5 separate regions of the Mus musculus genome follow, and all the other regions are linked to region 5. Evidence: chromatin contacts called from public Hi-C and HiChIP or PLAC-seq data. All regions are on one chromosome and are shown on one strand. The core of a region is the stretch at or near the end of the contact, and the rest is flanking DNA. Distances in the headings are between cores, read along the strand shown.

Evidence for each region. Hi-C and Micro-C count contacts between places; a contact is called where the count stands out from the background. HiChIP or PLAC-seq counts read pairs in DNA pulled down with a chosen protein or histone mark.
Region 1: a contact with region 5 is called in an H3K4me3 HiChIP or PLAC-seq map of embryonic limb bud, with 4 times the contacts expected there. The contact joins the promoter of Mrps18a here to the promoter of Hsp90ab1 in region 5. A contact is called at or near these places in 13 of 39 promoter capture datasets (the 3T3-L1 cell line, the C10 cell line, the HPC-7 cell line and 8 more), 1 of 484 Hi-C or Micro-C datasets (brown adipocytes), 15 of 115 datasets of contacts at active chromatin or transcription factors (the SCID.adh cell line, acute myeloid leukemia, astrocytes and 12 more) and 1 of 9 other capture datasets (adipose tissue).
Region 2: a contact with region 5 is called in an H3K4me3 HiChIP or PLAC-seq map of forebrain, with 4 times the contacts expected there. The contact joins the promoter of Abcc10 here to the promoter of Hsp90ab1 in region 5. A contact is called at or near these places in 10 of 39 promoter capture datasets (the HPC-7 cell line, cranial neural crest, fetal liver and 6 more) and 6 of 115 datasets of contacts at active chromatin or transcription factors (bone marrow-derived macrophages, fetal liver, forebrain and 3 more).
Region 3: a contact with region 5 is called in a Hi-C map of natural killer cells, with 8 times the contacts expected there. The contact joins the promoter of Tjap1 here to the promoter of Hsp90ab1 in region 5. A contact is called at or near these places in 6 of 39 promoter capture datasets (embryonic stem cells, erythroid cells, frontonasal cranial neural crest and 2 more), 2 of 484 Hi-C or Micro-C datasets (B cells and natural killer cells) and 3 of 115 datasets of contacts at active chromatin or transcription factors (large pre-B cells, microglia and pancreatic cancer cells).
Region 4: a contact with region 5 is called in an H3K4me3 HiChIP or PLAC-seq map of stem cell-derived neural progenitor cells, with 2.1 times the contacts expected there. The contact joins the promoter of Slc22a7 here to the promoter of Hsp90ab1 in region 5. A contact is called at or near these places in 2 of 115 datasets of contacts at active chromatin or transcription factors (bone marrow-derived macrophages and stem cell-derived neural progenitor cells).

What each region holds. Positions count from the first base shown.
Region 1 is chr17:46,109,650-46,112,349 of GRCm38.p6, forward strand. It overlaps Mrps18a (mitochondrial ribosomal protein S18A), which reads left to right and starts at 1,355. Exons shown (of 6, transcript NM_026768.3): 1 at 1,355-1,480. The coding sequence starts at 1,369.
Region 2 is chr17:46,326,709-46,329,408 of GRCm38.p6, forward strand. Abcc10 (ATP-binding cassette, sub-family C (CFTR/MRP), member 10) reads right to left here and starts at 1,315. Exons shown (of 21, transcript NM_170680.2): 1 at 1,064-1,315. The coding sequence starts at 1,224.
Region 3 is chr17:46,281,770-46,284,469 of GRCm38.p6, forward strand. Tjap1 (tight junction associated protein 1) reads right to left here and starts at 1,257. Exons shown (of 10, transcript NM_001252474.1): 1 at 1,191-1,257; 2 at 577-670.
Region 4 is chr17:46,437,160-46,439,859 of GRCm38.p6, forward strand. Slc22a7 (solute carrier family 22 (organic anion transporter), member 7) reads right to left here and starts at 1,318. Exons shown (of 10, transcript NM_144856.2): 1 at 838-1,318; 2 at 164-267; 3 at 1-74. The coding sequence starts at 1,230. Gm36541 (a long non-coding RNA gene) reads left to right here. Exons shown (of 3, transcript XR_385613.3): 1 at 1-283; 2 at 500-536; 3 at 620-921. It also overlaps the pseudogene Gm5093.
Region 5 is chr17:45,571,959-45,574,658 of GRCm38.p6, forward strand. It overlaps Hsp90ab1 (heat shock protein 90 alpha (cytosolic), class B member 1), which reads right to left and starts at 1,303. Exons shown (of 11, transcript NM_008302.3): 1 at 1,209-1,303. Gm35399 (a long non-coding RNA gene) reads left to right here and starts at 1,357. Exons shown (of 2, transcript XR_385595.1): 1 at 1,357-1,438; 2 at 1,539-2,700.

The sequences.
Region 1 (2,700 bases), core at 105-2,604, 540 kb after region 5:
GCCTTTTCATTGGCTGCGTGCTCTTTCTTCTATGTCTCGTCAGGGTCTCTGTAGGGGGAGAGATCAGGCATGACCGCCCATGGATGCTCACACAAGGTGTACATCCATGGGAAGAACTTAATGGGTCAGAATCCACTACATCACCCCCAACTGAGTGAGCTCCCTTTTATGATGCATGGGCTAACTGATTGTTTCCAGCTGAAAGGCCACATCTCTCAGCTTCCCTTTCAGACTACGAAGTCATTTCTACTCCTGTAAGGGGCTGTTGCCCATCTTCCCTTGCTGAGAATAAGCATTGTCCCTGCTAAGGACAAACTGAGCCTCTCTTTCTGTCTCTCTACAGCTGCCTTTAAATAACCTAGCATAATGGTGGTGCAGCAACCCGGGCTTTGACACCAAATGTTAGATCTCTTAGGCAGTGTAGGGAGACAGAAGACCGAAAAAGAGGCTAAAGCCTTTTCTCCGCAGAGAGGTCTGTTCATTCCAAAACAGTGAAGGACAAAAGAGGTGCCAATGTGGGAAACGCTGGCAGTGACTCTTTATAGGGGGGGAGGGGGGAGCGGTGTTGTTTCCATTCATAAAGAACTAGGGATGCCCTGGGCTTCCCAGGATGCAGCCACAAGGGTGACTAGGGTGGCCCAGCTTCGCATTCCTCTCTGCACTGGCGGACTGACCAAAGTCATTTGTAGGAATCCTGTCTCCTGACCAAAGCATTCTATAATTCCAAACCCTGCAAGAAATCAGGGAAGTGTATATAAACACAAAGATTGAAAGTGTGTATAAGGGGCTGGAGAGATGGCTCAGCGGTTAAGAGCACCAACCACTCTTCCGAAGGTCCTGAGTTCAAATCCCAGCAACCACATGGTGGCTCACAACCATCTGTAATGAGATCTGACGCCCTCTTCTGGGGTGTCTGAAGACAGCTACAGTGTAATTAGATATAATAATATCTTTGGGCAGGAGAGCAAGCAATGATGGCTCACAACCATCTGTACAGCTACAGTGTACTCATATACATTAAATAACTAGCTAACTAACTAAATAAATAAATCTTTTAGAAAAGAAAAGAAAGTGTGTATTAGCAACAAAGATCGGCAGGTGGGAGGGGTGGTCAACTGTATTCCACCTCTGATGCTGAGGGCCAGAGTCCTTACCATCCCAATCTGTCCTGACAGGTCTAGCCTCAGTCACAAAAGCTGCCCAGCAGGAAGAAAAACTAAGGAAACCGGGTGGCGTGTAATTTACAGACAGAGGAGGTGACAGAAACAGAAGGGATCGGTGACCACGAGAAACCCTCCCGCCGCACAGCGGCTGCGCACACCCCTGCTCCGGAAGCGGAAGTGCACACGCGGTCAGGTGCGTTCCAAGATGGCGGCCCTCAGGGCTCTGGTGTCAGGCTGCGGGCGGCAGCTCCAAGCGTTCCTGGCAGGCCCCGCTGCCACTGGCTGGTTATGGCTTCCAGCTCGCGGGTTGAGAGAAGGTGAGTCCCAGGACCCAGCGACCCCCGGGACTTGAGGAGAGCGTCGTGACACTTCAGCCAGCCGCGATGTGCCCCTCCCTCTCAGCGACTCTGAGACCCGGGAGGTGCGATCCCCCGCGGGCCGCTTAAAGGCTTTACAGACGCTGGCGGGGTGGCTTCACCTCCCGGTTCTCAGTGTCTTCCGAAAGTCAAGGAGAACTGAGAGAAAGACCTGGTCGTTTAAAGATCAAAGAGAAGAATGTCTCAGAGTTCAGAAAAGCTATAAAGGCTGAGTGTTAATTCTCCCATCATTTTCCAAATCGCCTCCTCCTTGGTTAAAGCATGCCGCCAAGCCCACCTTATCAATTCTTCTCTGAAAAATGTGTGATTAAATGGTCACTTTCTCTGCCTAAGCTACGGACTTGTAAGATAGCAGCCAAAGTGCAATGGCAGTTGAACAACTAAGACTTGCTAAATGTTAGGTCTGCATTTCATTAATATTAAATCTGGAAAGGTAACCAGATTCTAGCATCATCTGAGACCTTACTGAAGGTCAAACGCTGTGAGTCTAGCTGTAAAAGGACTGTAAAGGGAAAAAGCACGGCTTCCTTGGGTTCTAACGAGCTATGTATACATCCCCACCAATAAACGGAAGTTATCCGTTTGCATGAAAAAGTACAGTAAGATTCTGTAACCAGAAATAGCAAAGTCAGTTTGAAATTTTCATAAAGAGGATGCTCTTGAACAGGCTCGTAAAAGGATGGAGTTTGGCAGAGTGAAAAGGTCTTTCTGGATATAGTCTTTTCTGTATTCTGTGAGAAGCAGGAAAGGATAAGTGATGTAGATAAAGAAATGATGCGGGAAGGGACTTGTCTTTAAAATTGGCCAACCAGGGAATATTAGTTAAAACTGAGAAATAAGTTGGGCGTGGTGGCTCACAACTTTAATCCCAGCACTCGGGAGGCAGAGGCAGGCAGATTTCTGAGTTTGAGGCCAGCCTGGTCTACAGAGTGAGTTGACAACCAGGGCTATACAGAGAAACCTTGTCTCGAAAAACCAAAAAAAAAAAAAAAAAAAAAAAAGAATGGCAGATAGATAAACTGGGCAGTGGTAGCACCCCTTTAATCCCAGGAGACAGAGGCAGGCAGATTAAGTTCAAGGCCAGCCTGGCCTACAGAGCGAGTTCTAGGAGAGTTCTAGGACAGTTAGGGCTACATAGAGATAACCTGTCTTGAAGATAG
Region 2 (2,700 bases), core at 65-2,564, 750 kb after region 5:
CAGTTGGGCAAAATCAATCAACCAACTGATCAAAAAAGCAGAGGGTGAGGCTGGAGCCATATTTCTTTAATCCCAGTACTTAGAAGGCAGGAGCAGGCAGATCTCCTTGAGTTCTAGGCCGGGCATACAGAATGACACCCTATTTCAACAACACAAAACAACTCAACTGAGTCTGTTAAGCTCTTTGCAGTCCTAAAAAATGTTTATCTATAAACTAGACACTTTAGTTCCTTTTGTTCCCTCTCATGTGGCCCAAGCTGAGATCCCTCTGCCTCTAGAAAAGCTTAGACTAGACCACCCCTTTTTTTTTTTTTTTTTTTTTTTGACAGGCGCTCTCTTATTAGCCCTGCCTGGCCTGGAACTCACTTTGTAGACCAGGCTGGCCTTGGACTCACAGGCATCCATCCACCTGCCTCTGTCTCCCAAGAGTTGGGATTAAAGGCTTCACATGCCTGACCTGAGCAGGCTTGCTGTGGGTGTCTGTACTAACCTCTTCTAGGCTTTTGCTTCATTCTGCAAAAGGGACAGAAGGACTTAACTTGGCCATCCAAGAACTAAATATAAAATCAAGGCGAGTGTAGCACCAACACCTCACAACACAAAGCCAAGTTAGTTCTAAGATTTTGATTTCGTTACTCTTCTTCCTACAGCTTCTCTCCAGCAGAGTCTACATGGGCTTTTAGCCTAGGGATAGCAGGGCTTGCTGGATGGAAGTGGCGTGCCACTGGCCCTATACAAGCATCCTTTTTTTTTTTTTTTTTTTTTTTTTTTGCTAAAACGTTTATCTAAGTTTGCCTCCAATTCATGGCAGCTCCACTAGGACATTTAAAACTCTGCAAGAGAGATGCATTGGCAACTTTAAGGATATGACAGGCGCCGCACTCGGTGTTTAAACGCCTTGTGTCATTGAACCCGCTCAAAACTGCGGAGACTCCGAGAAGGTAGGTGGCTTGCTCAACTGAGTGCGAACAGTCAGCTTTTATTCTGCTTCTGCCCTACAGAGACCTCGCAATCCCAGGGACATCTGGGAGCGATGTGAGTTGGTGCCTCGTTGCAGTCTCACCTTGGGGTGCCCAAGTGGCAGGCACTGAGGACGGCGAGGAGCGCGTGGGGAAGGGCGCTGAGCACCAGCTGGGTGAAGCAGTGGCCCGTCGTGTCCCCTTCCCACAGCGGGAGCGGCCGCGCCGCGTCCGTGCCACACAGCTGGGCCAGGAGCCCCTCCATAGACACCTCACCCGGGCGGAAGCCAAGAGTGACAAGGCTCGGGGACTGAGTCCCCCGCTGAATCCCCGCCCCCTAGGCGGGACCGCCCCTTGCTTCCGCTTCGAGCTAGAGCCCGCCCATTCTTGAGGTACTTCCGGGGCTGGAGAGGAAGTCGCTGTCCCCGGGGCAGGCCAGTTTCTAGATCCTGGTACTTACGTTCACCCTCCTGTCTCCCGCACTTGGAAACCTAAGCGCCTTTGAGCTGTTTTAATATCTCAAGTGTTTGTGGGTGAGAAAGGACGCGCTGCCAGGTCAGGGTGCTGCGCCACGATGCTAGGGCCCTCTAGAGGCAGGAAGACCTGTTAACGGGTGCTGTTCGCAGTTTTTGGTTATTTTCGCCCATGGGGGTAAGGATGCTCTAACGCGTGCCAGCCTCTGCGCGTGCGTACAGCTCTGCCTCGGGGAGCTGTCCCGGGAGCGCGATGGTGTTTGCGCACGTTTCTGTCTTTTGGCTTGCGCAGTGACCCACCCAGTCCTGTCCTTGTGCAAATTCATTAAGACCCTGGCACGTGGAGCGCTCGCTCTCGCTTACCTATTGCATACTAGTTGACAAATGCACAGCGTTTAAAGAGCTGGAAATCCAAACATGCCTGCCACGCTGAGGAATGCTTGAGGACAAAAGGCTATTCCTGTATCCTAAGGCTACAAGATCTTGAAAGTATCCAACTTACTTGAGCCTTGGTTTTTTGTTTTTTGTTTTTTTTTTTTTTGGCTTTTTTTTTTTTCGATTGAGATGATAATACCAACCCAAGTATTGTGAAATTTGTATAATTTAAAATGTTTATGTCAAGGCCTTAAAATGTTTATGTCTAAAGCTGTGGCTCAAAGATTAAGAAGAGTGCTTCCTGCTCTTGCACAGGACCTGGATTTGATTTCCAGCACCCGTGTAAGAAGGCTCCAGCTCCAGGGATCCAAGGCCTTCTTGGTCTCTGTAAGCACCTGCACACACATACATATAAACTTTAAAAAAAAAGTGTTCAGGTCACGTGCTTTGCTTAGTCATTCCTAAATATTTCAGAGTGATGGGAAGAACGGAAACTTTTGGTTATCCAGATAGATGTTGGTTCGGACCCTGACCCACCAATTTTAGCAGCGCGATGAGATTAGTTTCATTTTAGCTTTATGTTTGCAAGGTGTATATTGGTACTGACTTCATGAGAGTGTTCAGTGTTGTGGGAATAGTTTGGGTTTTTTTCCCCCCAAAATATTTGCCTTCAGAAACTGAAGACCTTGAAACCAAATTAAAGATTTGAGACATTTAAAATTATGTACCTGTCTTGTTTCCCTACTGTGTATTCAATCTGTTTAAATTTATTTAAAAATATTTCTAGAAGAAAGTCCTTATTCCTTTCACATGCCATGTTTTCTGATATATATATATCCCTTATTAATCATACACACAGTACACAGATAAATGACATATTAGACAACAGAGAC
Region 3 (2,700 bases), core at 7-2,506, 710 kb after region 5:
GGAGTGAATTCGGGAGCTGCTCATAGAAATGACCTAAACGTCGGTGAACCCCATCAGAAAGTTGATTGTGACTCCCCATCGTCTGCCACCCACCGCAGGTCTACTACTTCCAGGCAGAATGGCACATTTGACAACTTGAGGGGGAAAATGGAAGAAGACATGGTAACACAAACAGGGAGCTGCTTTGTGACAAGAATCCGCCAGAATACTTTCAGCTCACTCTGCATAGAGAGTTCCAGGCCAGGAAGAGCTACCCTGTGAGACCCTATCTCAAAAAACAATAAACAAAACAATTAAGAAAGGAAGACTATTTTTAGTGGACCGTCTACTTGCCCAGAGTTGTTTATACAGCTGAAGGCAAGCAACACTCAACTCTACACCAGCTCCCACAAGGTAGCCAGCAGTCTTACCAAACACCAACTAAAGATCACAGTCAAAACAAAAAACAAAAAAACAAAAAACAAAAACCTCTGTAGAAGAGCAAGCAAACTTCTCGGATTAACTGATTCACCAAATCCATGGATCCTCTCCCAGGGAGATTATCGCTCAAAACCCTGCCTCTGCAAACCATCTTACCCGCTCTGGGGTTGGGCTGGGGCAAGTTGCTACCTCTTCTTTCCAAGCAGGCAATGTGATTTCTTCCAGTCCCTGGGGCCCTTGGGTCTTCAAGCTGAAATGGGGGCAGACGTTGCTATAGGGGCTATGGGTAAGGCTAATCTAAGCCTGGAAGAGGGTCACACGACTGGCTTCGGTCCCCTCCTTGGGAGACCCGCCCTGCACGCTCCACATCTCACTCCTACCCCTTCCCGACTACGAGAGCCATCTCCCCTCCCACCGGCCTGGGGGAGTCAGGCCTCTGCCTCGCGCTCCAGGCTTCCTTACTCTGAGAGAAGTAACTTTTTCAATCCGTGAGCGATTGCTCCTCCAGAAGCCGAACCACACCTATTTCTGGCTACCCCCCACCCCCGCCCCATCTCCTCCCCTAGGGCTGCCACCAAATTCCAGGCTCCCTCCCCTCCGCCCCCATCGGCATTTTTTTTTCTTTCCGCCTCCAACCCTCCTCCATCCTGGCATCCTAGTTCTCCACCTCGGAGCTGTTCCCTCCCTCCATCTCTACTCCATGCTAGAGTTCCGCAAACCCCCTCAACTCTCGCCACCCAGCGCGACTACTCAAAAATCCCACAACAAACTTTCTGCCGGGGCCTCTCCTTCAGGCAGCCATCTTGCCGCGGGGCAGGCCGGGTAGGGGCCTGGACCGCGGGAATCCCCACGCACCGGGCGCCGTGCGTCATCGGAGGGGCGGGCCTGGGGGCGGGGCCTCGGGGTAAAGCGTTAGGACTCCTGGTGATGCTGGGAAAGTGGGAATCTCCTCCTTTGCAGACCTGGTAAGGGAAGAAGGAAGTCGGTGTTGGAAGTAGGACTCAACAGTGAGAAAGGGGAAAAGGCTGGTACTGTGGGAAAAAATAGAGAACAACGCTTAAAAAATACAAGATGCTTCGTATACAAAGAAAAATACCAACACACCCCTCCACGTACCCCGACTCTCATTGCCACTCCCACCCATCAGGCCTCATTGGCTGGCCTTGGAATGTGAACTCACTTTGTACCTTGAACTCACAGAGAGCCTCTGGCTTCTGACTTCAGGGTGCCACACAAGGCAAAGGAAAATGCCAGCTTTTCATCTCAACGGAAGATAACGCACGACCCAGTCTCTACCACCCTTTTCAACCGTGCTTCCCACCTCTCCCAAAAGTCTTCAGGTTCTTAAATTGTCTTGTGTTATCAGAAAATCAAGCCTTGAGATCTGCAATCCAGTTCCTCCACTCAGGAGGTCAATTTTATACTGTTTTTGGAGGGAGGGGAGAGTCAGCCCAGGCTGACTTCAAATTCATTATGTAGCCCAGGCAAGCATCGAGACGCACCTGGTATTACGGGTATTAGACGGTAGGCCCAGTTTTCAGTTGCCATTCTTAAACTGTCAACGCTTCCAAAAAGCCTTCTCTTTGAAGCTCCTTTTACTAGACGGCTCTAACTAGTTACACCGAACTTTATAACAGATATCCTGTACCATAATTATTTATGAGTTTACTTTATGTGTATGTGCCCACGTCTCTGTATGTGCATGCAGGAGCCTGTAGAGGTCAGAAAAGGGTATGGCATCACCGGGAAATGGAGTTATAGGCAGTTGTGAACCACCATGTAGGTGCTGGGAGCTGACCTTGGGTCCTCTGCAAGGGCAGCAGATGCTCTTCACGGCTGAGCACCTCTCCGGTTCCAGAGTTGTTGTTTTACTTGCTGCGTCCCTTTGCCCTAACGTCTCTTCAAGTCAAAGAGCACGTGTGGATGTCCCATAGCAGGTGCACAGCCCACAACAGTGGTTAGGCAGCAGGTTTTCCTGGGGCCTGCTAAGCATGTTGAGGCTTCCGGCTTTCTGTTTCCTGTGGCTGGAATGTTCTCCTTCTAGGGAGTCACCAACAGGTGTGTCCTTGTTCAAATGATCACGTCTGTGGTCATTCAGGATCCCAGTCACACACACACACACACACACACACACACACACCCAACTGCTTCATTTAACGTTTACTCACATGGAGACCATTATTATCTGACATCATATTAAATCTTTCTTTGTTTACTGACCATCTGTCCTACTATCATGAAAACTCCTAATTTTTTTCCTCATTCAGCACAGTGCCCTTA
Region 4 (2,700 bases), core at 68-2,567, 870 kb after region 5:
CCGAGGCTGCAGACATCAGGCCCAGCGCCAGGGTGCTCACGTAGGCCACCAGCAGAAGCCGGCGCCGGCCAAACCTGCCAAGGGCCATGCGAGGTCAGGTCCCCACAGGGATGCCCAGATACAGGTGATGAGGCCTGTCCCCAACACCGGTCCCTTATTTCACCTGTCAGACAAGTATCCGTACACCACAGCCCCCAGCAGCACGCCGATGAAGAAGCACGTGGATGTAACTTTGTTCAGGCCTCTCTGCTGACACACCAGATCCCACTGCAGAGACAGGCGGGTAAGTTGTCGGATCTGTAAGAGCCCCTCTCCAGCCACGATGTCCCTCCTCTCCAGACTCCCAGGCAGCCCTGACCGTTTCAGAAGATTCCCCCATCCCTAGCTATCAACCTCAGCACTAGAAAGGGAAGACTTTGCCTCTCCCTAGTCCTAGAGCTCAGTGCTTTCCCACAGAGGTCCATCACGGCCACCAAGGAATCCTGTTGTCTCTCCGCAGGGAGACTCCACCCACCCTTCCTCTCGGGATGACTCAGGTAAATCTCAGACCTGGGACAGGAATGAGGCAGAGGGGAGAAAAGGATGGAGGCTTCCACAGTTTCTCTATCTTTTACTACAGAGATGTCCTTTTCAGCCTCTGTTCCAACTCCCTGGAGCTGCCTTAGCCCTTGGGTAAATTATAGTAAACGAACTGAACCCAGCTTTAAAGCTACAGGCTGGTCTCCACACGGGAATGAAAGTCCTTAGAGTGCAAGAAGGTTCTCTCCGGTCCCCTGCCCCCAAGGTAATGGCTGGCTCAACCCACTCACATATCCCGCACCCTCTGGGCTTGGGTACCTCAGTTGCAATGGTGGAAGAGAATTCTGAGCGGTCGTACTCCCAGCCCTGGGAGCAGGGCACTGTGAGGGGCTCACCCTCAGGCTCCCCAGAGTTGTACACCTCTGTTCCCAAGGTGACATTGGGAAGAGCCTGGGGATAGGCAAAGCGGAGGCAGGAACTAAAGCTGCCGTCAGTCTCCCGGGGTAGATGGGTTTTCAGCCACAAGTCCTGGTGACTGAGGTTGGCTGGGGCATCAGGCAGGGCACAATGATGGGCAGGCACAGCAGCCATGAAGATGGGCAGGAGAAAATGCATCGGGAGCAGGAATCGGGGCAGGGCCAGCAGCACCAGATTCCGCAGTTGGAAAGGCCCAAAGCCACCCACCTTGTGCAGCAGCTCTTCGAAGCCCATGCCCTCCACCCACCAGGTGTGCCTCTATAGTACCTAGGATCGGTCAACCTGCTTGCTACATGTGCCCTTGGACTCTGGAGGTGGGAATAGTTGTACTGATGAGTGCAGAGTCTGTAGCCAGAATCCAGCCCCCCAGAGGCTGGCCCAGACCTGGGCCCTCCCACATCATCTACACATCAATGGATCCTACCTAAGGGGAAAGGCCACCATTCCTCAGAGGTCCTGGTGTACTCTGGCCTTTACACATTGGAGCTCAGAGAACAGGTAGCAGAGCCAAGGGCTGGCATAGGAGGGCAGCCAGGTGTGGATTGAGTGAGGCCTGAGCTACTGATTAGACCTTCAGGGCTATGTAAGGTAAACAGGTCCCCTGGGTATAGTGCCTGCTGTCCTGGGTAGCCTTTGTCCTGTGAAACTTTAGGTCAGCCAGCCTTGTCTATTTGCAAGCACAGCACAGTTTGACTCACAGCCCAGGACTCAGGATGAGGGCTGGACTCCCCTTGGGTAAGGGAGCCTCTGATAAACCCCAAACTTTCCCCATAGCCCTTGGCCATGTCTGGAATGGACGCCCTAACCTAAGTGACCTCTGAGGTGACCTCTGAGACTGTGCTGGCCCTGTGTGGGGGTCTCAGGAATTTTCTTTTTTCTTTCTTTCTTTCTTTTTTTTTTTTTTAAAAAGATTTATTTATTTATTATATGTAAATACACTGTAGCTATCTTTCAGACACTCCAGAAGAGGGCACCAGATCTTGTTATGGATGGTTGTGAGCCACCATGTGGTTGCTGGGAATGGAACTCAGGGCCTTCGGAAGAGCAGTCGGTGCTCTTAACCGCTGAGCCATCTCTCCAGCCCAGGAATTTTCATCTGCAGTCCAGTCTGCCTCTTTAAGAGCATCCTGGATGACGTTTCCCAGGGTTGCAAAGAAGAACCTGGAAGGTTAGGGAAGGCCCGAGGCTTCTGCGGGGCTAAGTGCCAGCAAATGAGTGCATGGTGATTGGTGGGGAGGGGCGTCTCTGTGGATGACCAGAAGGTTCGCTCTACAACTGATTGTGGTGCCGGTGCCGTCATGCTGAGTTGTATAATTTGAGTTGAAAATTATGTAACAGTTGCATAAATTATAGAACAACAAAATAACTTTTTTTTTTTTTGCATTTCTGAGAAAATTTTATTGGCTTTTTGGAAAAAGTTGATTTTCCAGGAAGGATGATCCCATCGTACTTCTGCTGGAACCAGCGCGTGGCCTCCTCCTTGCTGATTCTGTGTTTGGCCCCAATGCAGCCTGTTCTGCGCTTCTTGTCTGCGATGCTGAACCCTGGCCTACCCAGTACCTCATAGAAGTCCAGGCCGTAGATCCCAATGCTTGGGTCGTATTTGATGCCCAGGTCAATGTGTTCCTGAAGTCCAAAACCAAAGTTTCCAGTATCCGAGAAGTTATTTTTCCACAACTCATACTCCCGCACCTTCAGACCTTT
Region 5 (2,700 bases), core at 53-2,552:
TAATATCCAGCTCAAACTTCTTTAGTCTGGGAAAGTATCCAACCCAAAGAGACAAGAGCAGCCATTTTCTTTAAAAAAGGACATTTAAGCTACAATGGCCAAGACAAAAATGACAGAAAAAAACCTAAAAGATGGGTTTTCCAGAACAGATGCCCAAAAGTCAAACTCTTGAACATTGGCATGTTCAGTGCATAGCTCACTGACTCTGAACAGAACACCTGGCAATATGGTAAAAATCCAGACTAAGTTAACAATACATAAAAAAGAACCTCAAGCAACCCCTGGTACTCACACCCCTTAACTACAATCTCCTCATTGGGGTGAGGAACAACTTTAACAGAAAAAGCAGTCTTTTTTAATTTTTATTTTATTCCACCCAGCAGGGCAAGAGAACCTTGAAGCTGTAGTCTGGGAGGCGCTCACGGGGCAATTAAATCAGGACAAAGAAATCAAGAGCTCCACCGTGACCACTCACTGTGCAGACTTGCATAGGCCGGAACCCAAGTAAAATGGTGGCCCAGCCGTCCAACGACCCTCGTCACTGCCGGACATGCGTCGGCAGGAGCCACACGGGGAGGGGGCGCCATTGAAACCCTCCCACCGCCCCAGCATCCGGGCACTGGGGCGGGGCGCCCAGGCTTCCAGAACAATCTGAGCTCCGGGGAGGGGAGGAGAAAGGGAGGGACCTAGGAATCTTCTCGTGCCTGCTCTGTCTCTCCTCCCCCGCCCTCCACTGGGAGGGCAGAAAGATCTGGAAAGGGAAAGCGCGGTGGGTTCCGGCGTCCCTGCTGTGCACCCCTCCCCAAAATCAAGCACGTTGGTACCGGCGGCGTCCGGGGGAGGCAGCCAGGCCAACCTCCCCAGGCCTTGCTGAGTCACGCAGAGCAGCCCGCCACCGCGCGGACCCTGCAGCCGCGCCCGGAAGTGGAGGGCAAACATGGCAGCGTCCCGGGTCGGCGACTACCACGTGCGGCCGCCCACCACCTGGCCGGGCCGCACCCCCACCCCACGCTCCGGGGAATCCACCCGCCCCGGGGAGCCTCGCGTGCAAGCCCGCCGGGGTACAGCCCGAACCTCTAACCTCTAGACACGTTATCTCCACAGGCTGCCCCGCCGGGGAAGGAGGCTTTGGGACAGATGAGATGGAGGCTGGGACCCCGGGAAGAAGCCCCCGGAGAGCCGCCGGGGACGAGAGACCCCGGCCTTACCTTGACGGGAAAGCCGAGTAGTAGTACAGAGCAGGGTGGTGGGCCCGGACCAAGTCCGACTCGCACGGCAAGCCTAGGCTGCGCGGGGGTGACTCAAGAGAGCTCCCGAACGCCCCCGACCGCCCTATATAAGGCGAAGCACAGCCCGGGCCCCGCCCTTGGATCCCTCCGCCTTAAAGGAGTGGCTGCGGGCCACGCACCTGCCGCCGCCCGCCCACCTTGACGTCATGGTAGCAGATCGTGGAGGGGGCGGGGAGGAGCGGGACCCCGGGCCTGGTTCCTGAGTCAAGGCCAATTCAATATCGTTTTGCACATCCCCCATTTCTGCAGGAGTAGGACATGTCCCCCCTCAAGATGAGCAGGGAGCATGCATATGCAATTAGGGATGTATCTGCGGGCGAATACCCTACGGACTGCCTCAGAAAACTCAAGGTAGGCGCTTCCACCCCCCCACCCCCCAAGAGTCCAGAACTCAGGGGACTGAAAGAGAATGGAGGTGGCCAACTCGGCTGCCATTTCCAGACCCGATCTTACTAGAATGTTCCCTACAAATCGCACATCAAGAGAAAAGGATGATAAATTCCTTGTCCAACTTTAAGGAGGCCCCCGATTCCCCCATCCCCACCCTCCCGGGTACAGCACAGCTTCAGGCTGGGAGCCGCTTTCCCCGAGGGGAGGGGCACGGGCCTGGGCTGGTAGGGACTCTTTGGCGGCCTGCGGCGGAAGGATCAGCAGCGGTGGTGCTGCGATTTCTTCCAGCAGTTTCTAGGCCTGTCTCGGCGGTCTCCACCCCTCCCCCCTAGGCTCCACCTCCCCTGCTGCGGCGGGGGCAGTGTCTTCGTCGCCGCTTGGCTGGGTGGCTTTTTTTTTTTTTTTTTTTCCCCTACCTTGATCTTACCCTGGGAAGAAATTTTCCCCAAGTCTGCCTACCGTGGGCCAGGGTTGAACGACCCTCCACGCGTGGCCCTAAGAGGCCCACATAACAGTGGGGGAGTGGAGCGCAGAGGGAGGGATAGCTGACCTGGATCGGTCACAGGGCACGGGGGCTGTGGGGGTGAGTGACTGCGGACACCTTCTAGTGAACAGAGAACCGAGCTAGCAGCTTGCGCTACTGGGTAGAACACTCCCCACCCCTCAGCCTCCCCGGTCTCCCACGTACACAGCGCGCGGGTACGTGCGCCCTCCCTATGTGAGCACAAGCTGTTTCTCAAGCTGGTTTCGCTTCTCTAGCCTCTTCCCTACTGCATGCAGCTCTTTGGACCTAGAGAGGAGCAGGTCCCAGTCTTTTCAGAGAAGCTGGAGTTCTAGGCATCCGCATGAAGGTGCTGGTCACAGGTTGGCCCAGTTCCAGGAGCCAGAAAACCAAGTTGTGCCAGTGCCTCTGTTCTAAAGGTGGCCTGCCATGTCCTTCAGCTGGCAATCTAGCCTTGCCTTTTTCCAAGGCTGCATCTGGAAGCTTGTTGGACTGATGAGCCCTCCAGTAGAGGATGGG